2 separate regions of the Sus scrofa genome follow, and region 2 is linked to region 1. A link is a contact called in public Hi-C data. All regions are on one chromosome and are shown on one strand. The core of a region is the stretch at or near the end of the contact, and the rest is flanking DNA. Distances in the headings are between cores, read along the strand shown. Region 1 overlaps SCRN1 (secernin-1). Region 2 holds the start of CHN2 (beta-chimaerin).

Region 1 (7,062 bases), core at 1,702-4,201:
AACCCGGCTTCTGTGCACTGTGCTTGCGTGTGTGGGTGCGCGGACTCCCGGCCGGCTTCCTCCGTGGGAGCGGGGACCCGCCCGCTTTAGAGATGCAGAGGCAGCCGCGCCAGGATGGCCCCGGACCACGGCGTGGCTGCCGCCCGCGGATGTGGCGGTGTCCAGAATTGATCCTGGGCCTGGCCGCCGCCATCTAGTTTAGGATTAATTAAATGGCCCCGGGGCAGAGTTCCACTCCACAAAGCTGCAAATTTCTCCGCTAATGAGGGAGAGAAAAGGAGACGCTCTTGGCTGTTTAGATGGGAGTTAAAGTAGCTGGAATCTGAGCAGCCTCCCCATTATCTTAGCAGAGACTTTAATTAAACTGATTTGTTTCCCACGTCGTGTGCGCGTGAAGGATTTGGGTCACCAGCAGAGCCCAGAAAGGCGTGCGAGGAGGACCAGATGGGCCCAGCCCTGGGAAGACAGAGGGCAGCGAGGGTGCAGATGGATGGAGAAGCATTTCACTCCCGGGTAACAGGCCCACCCCTGCCCTGGCTGCCTGGCCTGTTCCATCCCACAGCGCCTGGGAGGAAGCACCTGGCTTTGCCTGGTCCTTGGCTTTATGCCTCAGGCCCGGCAGGTGTCCCAGGGGCCGCCTTCAGACTGGCAGCTGAAGTGGGCAGGTGGTGGGGGTGGGGGTGGGCTTACCTCCAGCTATTGAGACTCTCCACCACTCTTGACATAGAAAGGGGCGGAGATGACGAGTGTGTGTTAACACGGCAGCTGGTGGTGGGACAGCGGCTTCATTGCTCCAGCCTCCCCTGTACCATAAGGGCCTCATTAACTGCATCGTCAATAGGCATTTGCACATGAAAATACTGTGAGTGCCAGTTGTCTTGGAAGTGACTTAGAGTCAGTGACTCCTTCTCCACAGCAGGTTAGCAAAGGCCACGCGAGCTGGAAGGGACTCAGGCCCCAGGCACAGATGTGGACACTGAGGGTCACAGGTTTCACTGGAACAAATCTTTTTTTCTACTAACTCCCTTGTGAGGGTGTGGGCCTAAGAGCATGGTGAGCTTTCTGCCCAGCAGTTCTGCAGATTCTATATGTAAAGTCACCGACGACGAGCAGGGAGAGGTGGGAGGAATATTTGAGCTGATGGAGTGAACAGCACCCGTTCACAGTGGCTTAGAGTTGCTGCGTTTCGTCCAGGTTTGGCCTGGGCTCTCCCTGCGGATGAACTCAGGTCTCCTCTTAGGTGGGGGCCGTTCTCAGAGCATCTGTGTACAGCTGCTGAGCAGGGAAGGGTGAGGTTTGAGGATGATGTAGGTACCTCAGCCCCTCCGAAGCCCACCTGCCGAAAGCCGCTCTAAAATCTCACCATAGGAGCTCCCTGGTTAAGGATCCAGTATTGTCACTGCTGTGGCTTGGGTCACTGCTGTGGCATGGGTTTGATCCCTGGCCGGGGAATTTCCGCATGATAAACAAAGTAAAAATTTCCACCACGTGGTCTCACCTCTGTGTGTTATGGAAACATTTCATCAGACCTGGCATGTCTGAGATACCCTAGGGGTTTGACCAAAAGAAGTCTAGTGAGAATAAATTACACAGAGGCCTGCTTTCATTATTATGGGCCAAAGAAAGGTCATGGATAACCCAGACAGACTTATGCCCTTACCCAGCCACTGTGCAGCGGGAAAAATGCTGGCTATTTCAGCTGTTAGGGACATTGACCTCAGTCCAGCAACCCAGGGAGAGTGAGAGTTGAGAGCAGTCTAATTGAGAGTTGCCGTGGCGGACGCTGATACATCACAATTGTGGTGCCACTGTTTTACCACTAGAGGGCGTGGCAGCCCTTCCGTGGCACAGCCTGGCAGACGCTCAACAGGGCTGGGATCCTTCCATTAGGCTTGTACACAGGTCTTCTGTGTACAGCTAAAACCCAAATAATCGTGGTGGACCGGTTCTTCGTGCGTTGGGATTTGTGGGTAAAGACAAGAAGAGGGCAAAGAATCTGCTGATGTGGCTGTACTCGCTTCTAGTGACTTAGATTAACAGCTTGAAATACGTAGTTGGATTTTGAGTGCACTGTTGCAGGGGAGATGTTTGTTTCTAAATGCTCCTAACAGACTCTGCTTTTGGAAAATGCTTATCATTACATGGATGCCTTCTTGACCAGGGATTGCTTTTCTGAAGGCAGTATGGGGAAAGTGAATGTTCAGGATGAACAATGAAAATCATGTTTAAAGGTCAGTATGTAAATAGCCTCCTAGCATACCTTGTGTGTATCCATTAAGACTTGGGGGAGGGTCAGGGGCTGTGCATGCCTTGTGCAGAAAGAAGACACGGCCGTGAAGGACAGAGTCTTTTCCGATCCCCCGCGTCCCACACCAAACATAAATAAGGTGGTTAGTTTTGGTTAGTAAGTGGGATTCACCATGGATGAAGGCTCATACCAGGGAGGGGCAGAAGCCCCAGTAAATTAGCAAAGCAGAAGTAGTACCTCTTTCGCTTTCGGAGGCGGTTTGGAATTTTAGGTGTATACTTGAAACTATGGTGATTTAGTGCCCTGTAACCTAAGACAGTGTTATTATTAGAGCCCTTCTGATAAGTGCTCTCCCAGAGCAGGTGTATGCCTATTAGACATTAGCAGTGAAGTTCCTTCACTATTGGGTGAATTATTACATATAAAAATAATTATCAACCAGGCAAACTACTTTGCTGCCTGATGTCATCCCACATGGGTACAGGTGTTACACAGCTCTGCCTGGCCCAGCAGGAAAGCCAGATGGGACCAGTGTGTCTGTTACGAAATCACTAACTGCATACCTGACTGACAGGCAGGCAGGTCATTTCTGGGGAAGGTCTCCAGCTGGGCTCAGCTTTGGGAGGAAGCACACAGAGGAAGGAGGGAAGGGAAGCCACCAAGCTGGCCGGTCCTCTCTGGAGGGGGAGGGGTGGCAGGTCACGTGACCTGCAGGCCATCACTGCCTTGTGCTTCCTTGCTGCCATGGCATTTCATTCCACACGCTCCTAAGTCCCAGATCCCCTCCTACGGTTTGTATCACATGTGCTTCTTCTGATTGAATCCAGATGTCCCGAGACGTCAAGGCTGATTTCTCGTGGGGATGTATCTGTACGTGTTTGCGGTCATGCTGTGAGAAGTTAAATGTGTGAGCTGGAAAATGCTATGGGCAGAGAATAATAAAAAGGAAAGTCTTCCTGTTTTCCTGCAGTGGGAACTGACTGTGTAGTCTTAACAGCCTTTTGTACAAATATCTGCAAACCAGATAACTTCCCCATCCAGCGCTTGTTCTTGGAATTGTGTCTAAATACATCCAGCATACAATAAAAAAAATACTGAAATGAATGCCCTGTGTCCTTGCGTATGAGTAAGTGAATAAGTGTGGGTGTCGGTCACAACATGGGAAATGCATCAAGGGGATGTTATTTTCTGGCTGGAATTTTTGGCAAAGTCAACCAGTTCAGCATTTCCTCCGTTTATCCATTCCGTGGATAAAATCACTCTTTAAAATAAGCACAAAACCGTAAGATACCACTTGACACCCATCAGGATGGTTACTATTTAAAAAAGGAAAATAAATGTTGGTAAGGATATGGAGAAATTGTAACTCTGCGCACTGTTGGCGGGAACATAAAACGGGGCAGCTGATATGGAAACTAGTATGGAGATTCCTCCAAAAAAATTAAAAGTAGAATTAGCATATAATCCAGCAATTTTACTTTTGAGTGGACCCCAGAGAACGGAAGGCAGGGTCTCCAGGAGGTATCTTTCCACCCATGTTCACAGCAGTGTTATTCACGATACCCACAAGGTGGAAGCACCCCAAGTGTCCATCAGGGAATGAATGGATGAACAAAATCCAAGCAATGGACTATGCAGCCTTAAAAAGGATGGCAGTTCTGGCCCATGCTACAACACGGATGTGCCTAGAGGACATTATGCTAAGTGAAATAAGCCACTCTCAACGAGTCAAATATTTGATTCCACTTTTTGGGGGTACCAAGAGCAGTCAATCTCAGAGAGCCGGAAAAGAGAATGGTGGCTGCCAGGGACTGGGGGAAAAGGGGAAGGAAGAGTTCCTGTTGAAGGGGTACAGAGTTTAAGGTTTGCAAGCTGCTAAGAGAGTTCTGGAGACTGGCCATATAACACCGTGAATGTACTTCTCATGACTGTGCCCTTGAACGTGGTCAAGATGGTAAGTTGTTTGTGTTTTTTTGGCTGCACCCATGGCACACAAAAATTCCTGGGCCAGAGATCGAACCAGAGCCACAGCGGGACAACACTGGATCCTTAAACGGCTGAGCCATCAAAGAGCTCTGGTAAGTTTGTTGTGTGTATTTTACCAAATTTAGAACAGTCATCAGAATGGCTGTTGTCATCTATAACAAACCTCTTTATTTTAAAGCCACAGCAGCGCCACTGGAGGAAAGGATGCCACTTCAGGAAAAAACCCAGCTCTCTCCCCTCTGTGACCTAGAAACGCCAGACTGCTTCCATGATTTTGTCTCCACGTGACAGGTAAATGCAACTAAATGTCTTGTTCGTGAAAACAGGACTTAACCACTGGCAACGTGTGACCTCTGTCAAGGTCAGAGTGGATGTCAGCCCTGTTTACACGCCAAGGAGCTGCTGACTCTTTAATCTTTTATTCTCAGCTCTTTTTTTTTCATAAACTGCAAGACTCCAAAGTTACCGAGAATGTATGAGTTGGCTAGGGCTGCCCTAACAAAGGCCTGCAAACTGGGTGGCCTCAACAACAAATGGATTCTCTCTCACAGTTTTGGAGGCTAAAGTCCAAGATCAAGGTGCTGGCAGGGCTGGCTCCCTCTGAGGGCTGTTTCGTGCCTCTCACCTGGCTTCCGGTGGTTACTGGCCATCCCCGTATCTCTTGGCTTGGAGAAGCATCGCGCTGGTCTCTCTCTTCCTCTTTGTATACGACCCTCCCTGTGTGTCTGTGTCCACATTTCCCCATTTTACCAGTCACACTGGACTTGGCAGGACCTCAGCTGACACCTGCAACAACTCTCTCCCCCTATAAGGTCACTTTCTGAGGTGTGGGGTTAGGACTTCAACACATGAACTTTTGGAGGATGCAATTCGATTCATAACAGAACAGGTTCACGAAGGATGCCAAAGCCTCCTGGGGGAAGGTCTCAGCATTTGGAACTTGCTTCTGGAGTCCACAGCCCTTTCTCTCCATTAAGCTTTCCCCACTCCCCTTAGGCCCCACCTGTCCCACCTGAAACTCAGGGGGGCCTAGAACTATGGCCACTTCACCCACCTTCACAGTCAATGGCTTTCAAGTTCATGATCCACTTTGTCACTTATCTTGGGCCATTGCTTTTCTCCTCCACTCAGTTGGGCCCTTTGGGTCATGAAAGAACTTATCTGTGCTTCCATTAATATGACAGCCAATAAGGCAAATCAGGTCCTTAACTAACTCAGATGCAAAGTGTGTAGCAGCTAACTTTGAAATCAGTTTCTAGATGATATTTATTTCAGGAGCATCTATGAATTTTAATTACTGCTCTCTCCTTGTTATCCAACAGCAGAGCTGGTGATCTGGGTAGTTCATCTGAATGGAACTCCTGGGATGCCGCCAGTGAGAGCCCTGTGTGTGACTCTGTGTGTAATTAGCAAACTGCTTGTCTGAGAGAGAGAGAGAAAGAGAGAGTGTGTGTATGTGTATGTGTCTGTGTGTGCAGGCACACATGCATGCTGATACCTGGGTCTGTTGTGACCCAAGGGTTAAGGGCTTGCCCAGGTGTTACATTATTCTATCTTCACAACTATATGCTTACATACGTATTTATGCTCCCATTTTACAGATGAGGAAACTGAGGCATAAACTGGTTAAACTTGGTACTTCCCTAAATTTGTAAGATGCAAAACAGAGATTCAGACCCATGTTTTCCCTGAAGCCAAATGACCTATCAGGTAAACTTCATCTCCCTGCACCACATTCCAAACAGAGCAACTAAAACTTAACCCTGATGGAGATGGAGACGATACTGTTCTACCTAAGACTTTTTTTTATCATTTTAGGGCCACACCCGTGGCATATGGACGTTCCCAGGCTAGGCGTCAAATCAGAGCTGCAGCTGCCAGCCTACACCACAGCCACAGCAATGGTAGATCCGAGCTGCATCTGTGACCTACACCACAGCTCACAGCAACGCCTGATCCTTAACCCACTGAGTGAGGCCAGGGATCGAACCTGCATCTTCATGGATAGTAGTTGGGTTCATTACCGCTGAGCTATGATGGGAACTCCCTAGGGAATTTTTTGAGGAGTTTGCTAAGCAGAGGGGGCAGTGTTGAGTGCAACTTAGGTTGAAAGCTGTTCCATTTTAACACAAGCTCATAAAATTTGTAAGCAACGCTCTGCCCGTCTTATATTAATAAAACTAAATAAATGTAGTGTTACCTACTTTTTACAAGATGCTTTTGAGAAAGTTGTTCCCTCAGCTGGTTTGCCCAAATACCCATCATGAGTTCAGTTAGCCACAAAAGCCAGGAGAACATTCTGTAGTTAGAAATTTCAGCTAAAAAATGAAAGGCCTCGTTTCCTTTTTTTTTTTTTTTTTTTTTGTCTTTTTAGGGCCGCACTTGCGGCATATGGAGGCTCCCAGGCTAGGGGTCCAATTGGAGCTGGAGCCGCCGGCCTACACCACAGCTCACAGCAACGCCGGGTCCTCAACCACTGAGCAGAGCCAGGGATCGAACCCACAACCTCATGGTTCGCAGTTGGATTCGTTTCAGCTGCGAACGGGAACTCCAGGCCTCGTTTCTGACACAGAACTTTATGGAAAGTGGTGGCCTCTGTGTCAGTATGTCGCATTAGCCCTTATGATCCTTAGAAACGGGTGGCTTAGACTGGTACTGGAACCATCGATGGACTTGGACAAGCAAATGACTGGAAGCATTCCCATTTATTAAAGTTTGTTGGGTACAAAGAAATGAATCTGCAGAGGGAACATCAATAAATAGAAAAGACACATGAAACACCAGGGGAGTCACAGATAACAGTGCCAGCGGGGAGATGCGAGGATGGT
Region 2 (7,062 bases), core at 1,652-4,151, 520 kb after region 1:
TCAGAACTTCAGAGCGAGAAGGAATCCTAAAATTAGCTTCCTCACTTAACCTTCTTGAAGCTGAGGCTTATAACTTACTGCCTGGCACATAGTAGGCCCTCCAAAATGGTGCTTAATAGAATGATGGAGCACCCTAATTCCTCAGACTCTGACCTTTGCCTGGGAGAACCCAGCTGCTGCCACAAACAGGCTCTATTCTTTCCTGCCCAACACCTCTCACAGGTGTGAATTGCTTGTGTCATCTGCATTATTCATGATCCACATGGTGGTTAAGGGTGCTTTAAAAAGAGAGCTCCTGGTTCTCCTATTTTCAAGACAAAATGCCTGATTAATTGAGGAATTAGGCAATACAAGTTCATGGCCCAGGTTGATTCGTATTAAATAACATATCCCTGCCCACTTTCTGAATTTCAGCTTTCCAGTGATTTCCCAGTTTCCATTAGGATTTAAAACAGTGGTAATTAAAGCAGAAAAGAGAACCATCAGGAGCATCTCTAGCCTATCTGCAAAGCAATTACCATCGTCTAAAGCTTATGCTGTGCCGCTTCAAACCCATGCATTCTTCCTAAGGCTGAATTAGGTTTTTCAATAAGGTTGCTTAAGCTTAAGGGGCTCTTTCATCAAGATCTGAAAATTCAGAGGCCACAGCATCTGTAATTTATACCACCAGCAAATCCTGTGATGATATTGTCTTCTTGCCCTCTCTCCTTTCGTCTTTCCCTTCATCGCCTCTCCCTCACCAGTTCATTTTCTAGAGAGGGCCATTTTCAGAGAGGGATAACCATATGCTAATCATAAGCCAACATCACTGTATTTTAAATTCAATGGTAGTTAACCAAAATGAATTGAAGAGCAGCAGCAGTGGTTTGGGGGTACTAAAAATAAGCTGTAGCATTTGCTGAGTTCTCAGAATTAAAACCACAGGCGGTCAACTTGTTGCTGCTCTTAATAAGATATGACTGTGCTGCCCCATTCGCTGCTACTACCAGAAACTTCATCTATACGGTACACATAACAACACGGTGCTTTTGATTAGTTGGCAGTGATCAAGAAAGGAAGTGTTATTTCCCTGGAACTAAAACCTGCCAAAAAAGATAAGCGATGGCTTTCAAGTGATCACCTTGTGCCATGTCACAAGTGCACCTTCCCCAAATCACCTTGCATTTATGATTGGATTAGTCACACATCTACAGACATGGCTCCTCAATGCCTGGCTTGCTGTCCAGTGCCTCCAACAAAGTGTTTCTTCCTTTTGATTTAATTTTGTGATTCTCATTTAAAACATACACACAATAGGAATTAATACAATGTTAATATATTCAGCATTTCCATTAGGACTTCAAGACCTTCTTGACCCCTGAATCCCATAAACTACACTAAATGCCTTATCAGCTCTCCCTTTAAGGTTTGTCATTAAAGTTTTCAAAGACCAGGGCGGTAGAAGAATTCTACCTAATGCATCATTCTGATTAGAAACCTGTCATACTCAGAATCCAGTGGGTCTGCGTCCATTGATTCCCACTCCTTCAGATTCATTAGCAATTTTTTCTCTTCAATTAGACCCCCTGATCAACCGTAGAAAAGCTGGAAGAAGCCCTCCCTTTTCTCGGTCGCACTTGGAAAAAAAAAAAAAAATGTATGCCTGGAAAGTAAAATTACAGAACGTATCCCAAGAGGCCATTGAGGAAAATCTCACACACTCACACACACACACACACACACACACACACACACACGCATGTACACTTGCGACCGGGCAAATTATCACAGGCTGGGCTCGACCTCCCTTCCCCTAACTCGCTTCAATCAAAACCAGAAAGACAGACTCCTTTATTACCTCTATCTCAAACCCATGCCCCAAGCGTGTGTCTCCGCAGAGCTAATTTCTGAAACAAACAAAGAAAATCAAGTCTGCGAGGAGCGAGGGTTGGTTCCCCTGCGCCTTGAATTTGGGCATCCAGCGGGGAGGGCACCGCACCGCCAGCGGGTCGGGGTTCCCGGCGTCACCCTAACCTTCTCCGCCTCATCAGCCCAGGTTCCCGCGGCGCCAGAAAGTGCGCGCCCGCCCTGCTCGCTTCGAGCCTCTCGCCTGCTGCTCCCCGAATCCCCAGGACCCCCGCGTCTGCACACGAAGGGCGCCCCCACTCTCCCACCTCGGAGCTGTCAGAGGCGCTGAGAGGCAGGGGGCACCGAGGGGGCTGGCGAGCCAAACAAGTGTCACACCGGCCGGCCGGCCGGCCGCCCTCCGGGAGAGCGGGCAGGACGGCCACAGATAGGCTCTCTCCATCCCAGGGTGCGGGCCGAGGGCAGGGGGCGAGAGACCCCGCAGGGCAGCCGCGCCCGACGGGCTGGAACTCACCGGAGGACACCGAGGAGCCGGACAGGCTGGAGTTGCTGGACGCTGCCATCTCCGCGCGCCCCGCGCGTGGCTGCTGGCTCAGCGCTGGTGCGGACGCCGCCGCCGCTGCCCTGGGCCGGCCGCTCGCAGGCTCCGCGGCCCCCAGCCCATGGCAAAGTCCTGGGGACGCGCAGAGAGCACCAGCCTCCGGACTCTGCCTGCACTTCCTGCTCCGCCAGATGACGCGCTGCTGCCGCCGCTATTTATTTGTGGTTTCCGTCCCTCTCGGCGCCCTCGCACGCTTTTCTCCGGGTGTCGGGGGGAGGTGGGAGCGGAGGGAGGCCGAGGGGCGGCCGGAGGGGCCGGATCGTGCCTCCAGCCGAGCCCCGGCTGCGGTCCGCGCTCCCCCGCGCGCGCGGCTGGGAACCCGGCGCCCGGGCCGCCCCGCCAGCTCCCCGCACCCTCCCCCGGGCTCCCGCCTCCCCGGCGGCACTTCGAGCTGCCCGGGCAAAGGCGGCGGGAGACAGACAGACAGAGCGACCTCCCCCTTCTCCCTCCGCCCCAACTCCGCTCGCGCGCACACAAAGGAAGGAGAGGAGACGCGGGAGCTCGGGGGGCTGGTTCAGCTGCCGCGGGCTTGACAGCTCCTGCGACGGGAGCTGGAGGAGGAGGCTGTGGACTGCAGGGCGGGGGGGACCCTGGCCGGGGGAGCCGGACCCCGAGGGGCCGGGGAAGCCGCCGAGCGGCGCGGGGCGAGCGTGGCTGCCGTGCGCAGCGCTGCTCCGAAGGTTTGAGGGCGACCGCGAGTGGGGAGTGGGGGGTCGGTGGTGGGGCTGGCGGCGCCCGGCCAGACTAGGGAGCAGCGACACAGCCAGGGTGGGATCCAGAGGGCGAAGGCGGGGTCACTGAGGACGCGGTGTTAGGTAGAAGGGGGCCGGGGCTGCCAGCGCGGCTGTGGGGCGCTCCTTCCACTCCCCTCCAAATTGTCCTTTGTTGCGCTGGAGCTGAGCAGGAAGGTGGTTTCCTAAAATACCCCCCAAACACCCTGCAAGCCGGTCTGGCTGCACTTAAGTACCCCAGCCACGGACGGGGCCTGACGGGTCCACGGGGCTTTTGAGATGGACCTTCAAAGAAATAGAGACGTTCCAGACATGTCATCAGGCCCACACAAAGCCGGGTGTCAAAGAGAAAGAGGTTCTCAGACTGTATCTTGCCAAAGATCCTCACAAAAGCCCTAAGACTTGGCAGCAGGTCCAACTGAGCCCTTTCCCGGTAAGGAACTGCTTAGGTGTGTGAGGGAAAGGGACTCCGGCGCAAGGTGTGTCCCTTAGCCCTGTATTTAAAGCTAAATTAATTTCACTGGAAGGAAATATCGTGCCGATTTTTTTTAAGTCTATTTCACGCTCCCAGCAGGGTAATCGGTTCTTTCATTCCTGAAGCCAGAGAAAACTGTGAAATTTGAACAGAAATTGTTAGATCAAAGGAAAGAGCAAACATTAAAGGAATGAAAGTACTCTCATTATGTAGCAAAGTGGAAAGTGTTCGCATTGGGGTAGTTCAATTTTAAAAAACATGGTTAAAAGGACATAGTCAATTTAAAAATTATCAAGAGTGACACAGGAACAGCAGCCATTCCTAGGGGGTCCACCTCAACCAAGCACCTGACACACAGTGAATAATAAATGTTGAATAATCACAATGCATGCCCGTGTCACATTTTCTAGTATCTTATTTTTTTTAATCCCCTCAAAAACACCATCCTCGAGATGTTCCCAGTAAGATTTTTTTTTTCTTTTTTTTTAAATGCTGCTTGCTGAATAGTTGAGGCCTCTTGAGTACTCTCTGGTCACACTGGACTGAGTTTTCCTGATCCTCATTTACATGGAACTTTGAAACATCCTTGCCTGGTATAAGGGGACCCTAGCACCCCCACCCCCCACCCTTCCATTCTTCTTCTTTTTTGTCTAATGCAACCTTGATGCAGCTTAATGTGGAGCCCTACGGGGACATACGGCCCACCCCAAACTTGACCTTGCTATCAGAAGAGACTTCCTGTTTTTTCAGAGTTCTTCTGATCAAAGGCATTATCTACATCTTTGACTGGTGATTGATGCACCCCTCCAGATCTTTAGCTGGGGGACTGTCTGACTTGGCTATGTCTCATAGTAGGGTTATTATCCTCTGGGCTTTGAAGAAGACAACACCCAGGTCCAAATTCTGATTCTGCCCTTTACTAGCTATGTGACCTTGAGCCTGTAACTTCCATCCACCGAGCCTCAGTTTCTCCACCCACAACCAAACATCTGATAAGATAGGGGGTTGTGAAGATTTGAATCAGACAATATGTGTAAAGCCACAGTCTGCCTGGCATAGAGTTTGTGCTCCAAAAGTCATTTTGTTTACTTGAAAGATCAAATCTATGACTTGAACAACTTTTGCTTTCTCCATTGCCTCTGGAGATGACTGGAGGTAACTCATCAGCAGTGACTTGTCTTACCAGGAGAAGTGTTTACCTCTGGCCCAAGGTTTAGATCTTTCTTGTCCCAGATGGAGCAGTACTCAACAGGTTTCATGATTCATCTCAGAAGTCTCACAGAGGGATGCCGAATTCTATTTTTGCCGTTTGCATGATAATAGTTACCCTCAAAGAGCTTTGCAGTCCTTAGTTAGAGGAAGTAAAACATGGCCCTGTTAAGTAGACTTTTTTTTATTATTCCCAATTAATTAGATGGAGGGACAGAGGGGCACTTGCTGTGAAGGTATCACCCCAAGGCACCCTGTGCTACACAAAAGTAGAATAAGATGGACAAGCATTTTTCTTCACTGGGTCCAGAGGCCAGAAAAACACAGGACCAATAAGCATGCTGGCAGAGCAGAAATGGGATGACTGGGGAGGCTTCGCTTATTGGTAGGAGATGGATGGGAACCCTGAAGTCCGTTATTTTGAAGAACAAAAGGAAAGCTCCAGGTTTAGAACTAAAATCTGAAAGTTGATCAATACTTTGGGTGGTTAAAAGTCATAAACAATGGGGAAAACTCAGCAGGCATATGATCGCACACTGACGTTTTTCTCAGATTCAGAGGCCTAATGGCTCGTTGCTACTTGCAAAAATGTTTAATATCAATAAATTAGCAGGAGGTGGCTGAAACAAGATGCTAACCCCCTCCTCAGTAGGCTCAAGAACCTGTTTGTGGACCTTCCAAAGCATTCCTGTAAATGAAATAATAAGAAAATTAGTTCATGTATTTTATTCACTCATGTATGGCACTATCTTTAGACAATGCCTATTTGCTCCCAAAAAGGGGAATATTGGTGTTCAAAAGAGTTTAAGTCTGTGTGACAAGTAGGAATTTTTTTTTAGACACGTCCACCTTTTTTCTTCAAATATTAAAATATTTATGGGGTGAAAGGAGGCTGGTTGACAACTTGGTTTATTTAGGATTAGAAATTACTGTTTTGTTTAAACGTGGCTTTCATGCTTAATTTAGCATTTAGAACTTTCCCACCTTCTCCTTCCAAACATATTTCCTGTTGCCCCCTTCACAAAGGTACCCCTTCTTCACCTCACCCCGTACCACTTGGGGCTGCCAGCACTGGCCTTTTCCCATCTCTTCCTACTGGGCCTCGTCCTTACTATGAAGGTTCTAGAAGAATGCACCTTCCTGGGGAACCTTCCCTGAGCCAGCAGCCAGAAACCAGCTCTCCTTCTGTTGAATTCCTCTAGTCTTTTCTCTGTACCTCTTAAATGGCCAGATGCTCTGTCTTGTTTCAGTTGCAACTGTCAAACATACTTTATTAAAAGCTTCCTGGAGACAGGAGCCTGGCCTGGCCGGCCTTTGTATTCTCTACCACACTTTACACACAGTAGGCGCTCAGTGGATATTTGCTGAATAAGTGCACAAACCAAGGTACAAATGAATCCAAATGGTTCGCATGTACACCAGTTAATTTTCACAGTAGCTGTGACCACAGAACAACAAGATGCGAAGTACTACATCTGCAGCACAGAAAAGAAATTGATGGGCATGTAAGGACACCCTATTTCCAACTAAAATGGTGAAAAGATAAAATTAAATTTACTTCTTTGTGTGTGTGTGTGTCTTTTTAGGGCTGCACCCAGGGCATATATATGGAAGTTCCCAGGCTAGGGGCTGAACTGCAGATCTACACCACAGTTCACAGCAACGCTGGATCCTTAACCCACTGAGTAAGTCCAGGGACTGAAGCCGCATCCTCATGGATACTAGTCGGGTTCACTACCACTGAGCCACGACAGGAACTCCAAGATTATATTTCCGTGGTGCAAATATTTGCAGCCCCAGCCCCCACTCCCATCACCAGCTGTTACAGCTCATGTAATTTATTGTTTACAGACTAGCTCTTATGTTACTATAATTTGTTTATTTTTGCTTTACTGTTGGTTCCTTTGAAGTTTAAAAGCAGACATGAAAACACCGCAGGGTGAATGTGGGCTGTTGTGGCTGGAGCTGGGCTCCCACATCTCAGGCGTGTTGGTGAAGGTCATTCCTTTTCTCAGTGCTAAGCACAGAATGAAATATTCCTGACTTTCAAGATTAATCCAGTGGCCAGCATCCACTGGAGAACTGCGGGGCTATTTGTCAACTAGCTTTAAATATTTTATGGCAAATGCTCTATTACAGAAAATAGGTCCTTTTGCCATCAATTTCTCAACATCGATACACTCTTTGTTGTAGTGAGAAAC

Evidence for each region. Hi-C and Micro-C count contacts between places; a contact is called where the count stands out from the background.
Region 2: a contact with region 1 is called in a Hi-C map of embryonic fibroblasts, with 2.7 times the contacts expected there. The contact joins the promoter of CHN2 here to the enhancer-like site in region 1. A contact is called at or near these places in 4 of 47 Hi-C or Micro-C datasets (embryonic fibroblasts, heart right ventricle, retroperitoneal adipose tissue and 1 more).

The regions. Positions count from the first base shown.
Region 1 is chr18:42,984,575-42,991,636 of Sscrofa11.1, forward strand. SCRN1 (secernin-1) reads left to right here. Exons shown (of 8, transcript XM_021078608.1): 8 at 1-3,352. It overlaps WIPF3 (WAS/WASL-interacting protein family member 3), which reads right to left. Exons shown (of 8, transcript XM_021078574.1): 8 at 6,921-7,062. Among named protein-coding and RNA genes, the nearest start is that of WIPF3, 37 kb to the right of the region's middle. Within about 2 kb of position 2,952, at least 24 of the 83 cell types and tissues checked have an H3K27ac peak or open chromatin away from gene starts, as enhancers often do. A contact at or near this core is called in embryonic fibroblasts, where this site is marked.
Region 2 is chr18:43,506,691-43,513,752 of Sscrofa11.1, forward strand. It overlaps CHN2 (beta-chimaerin), which reads right to left and starts at 2,902. Exons shown (of 13, transcript XM_003484050.4): 1 at 2,360-2,902. The coding sequence starts at 2,408.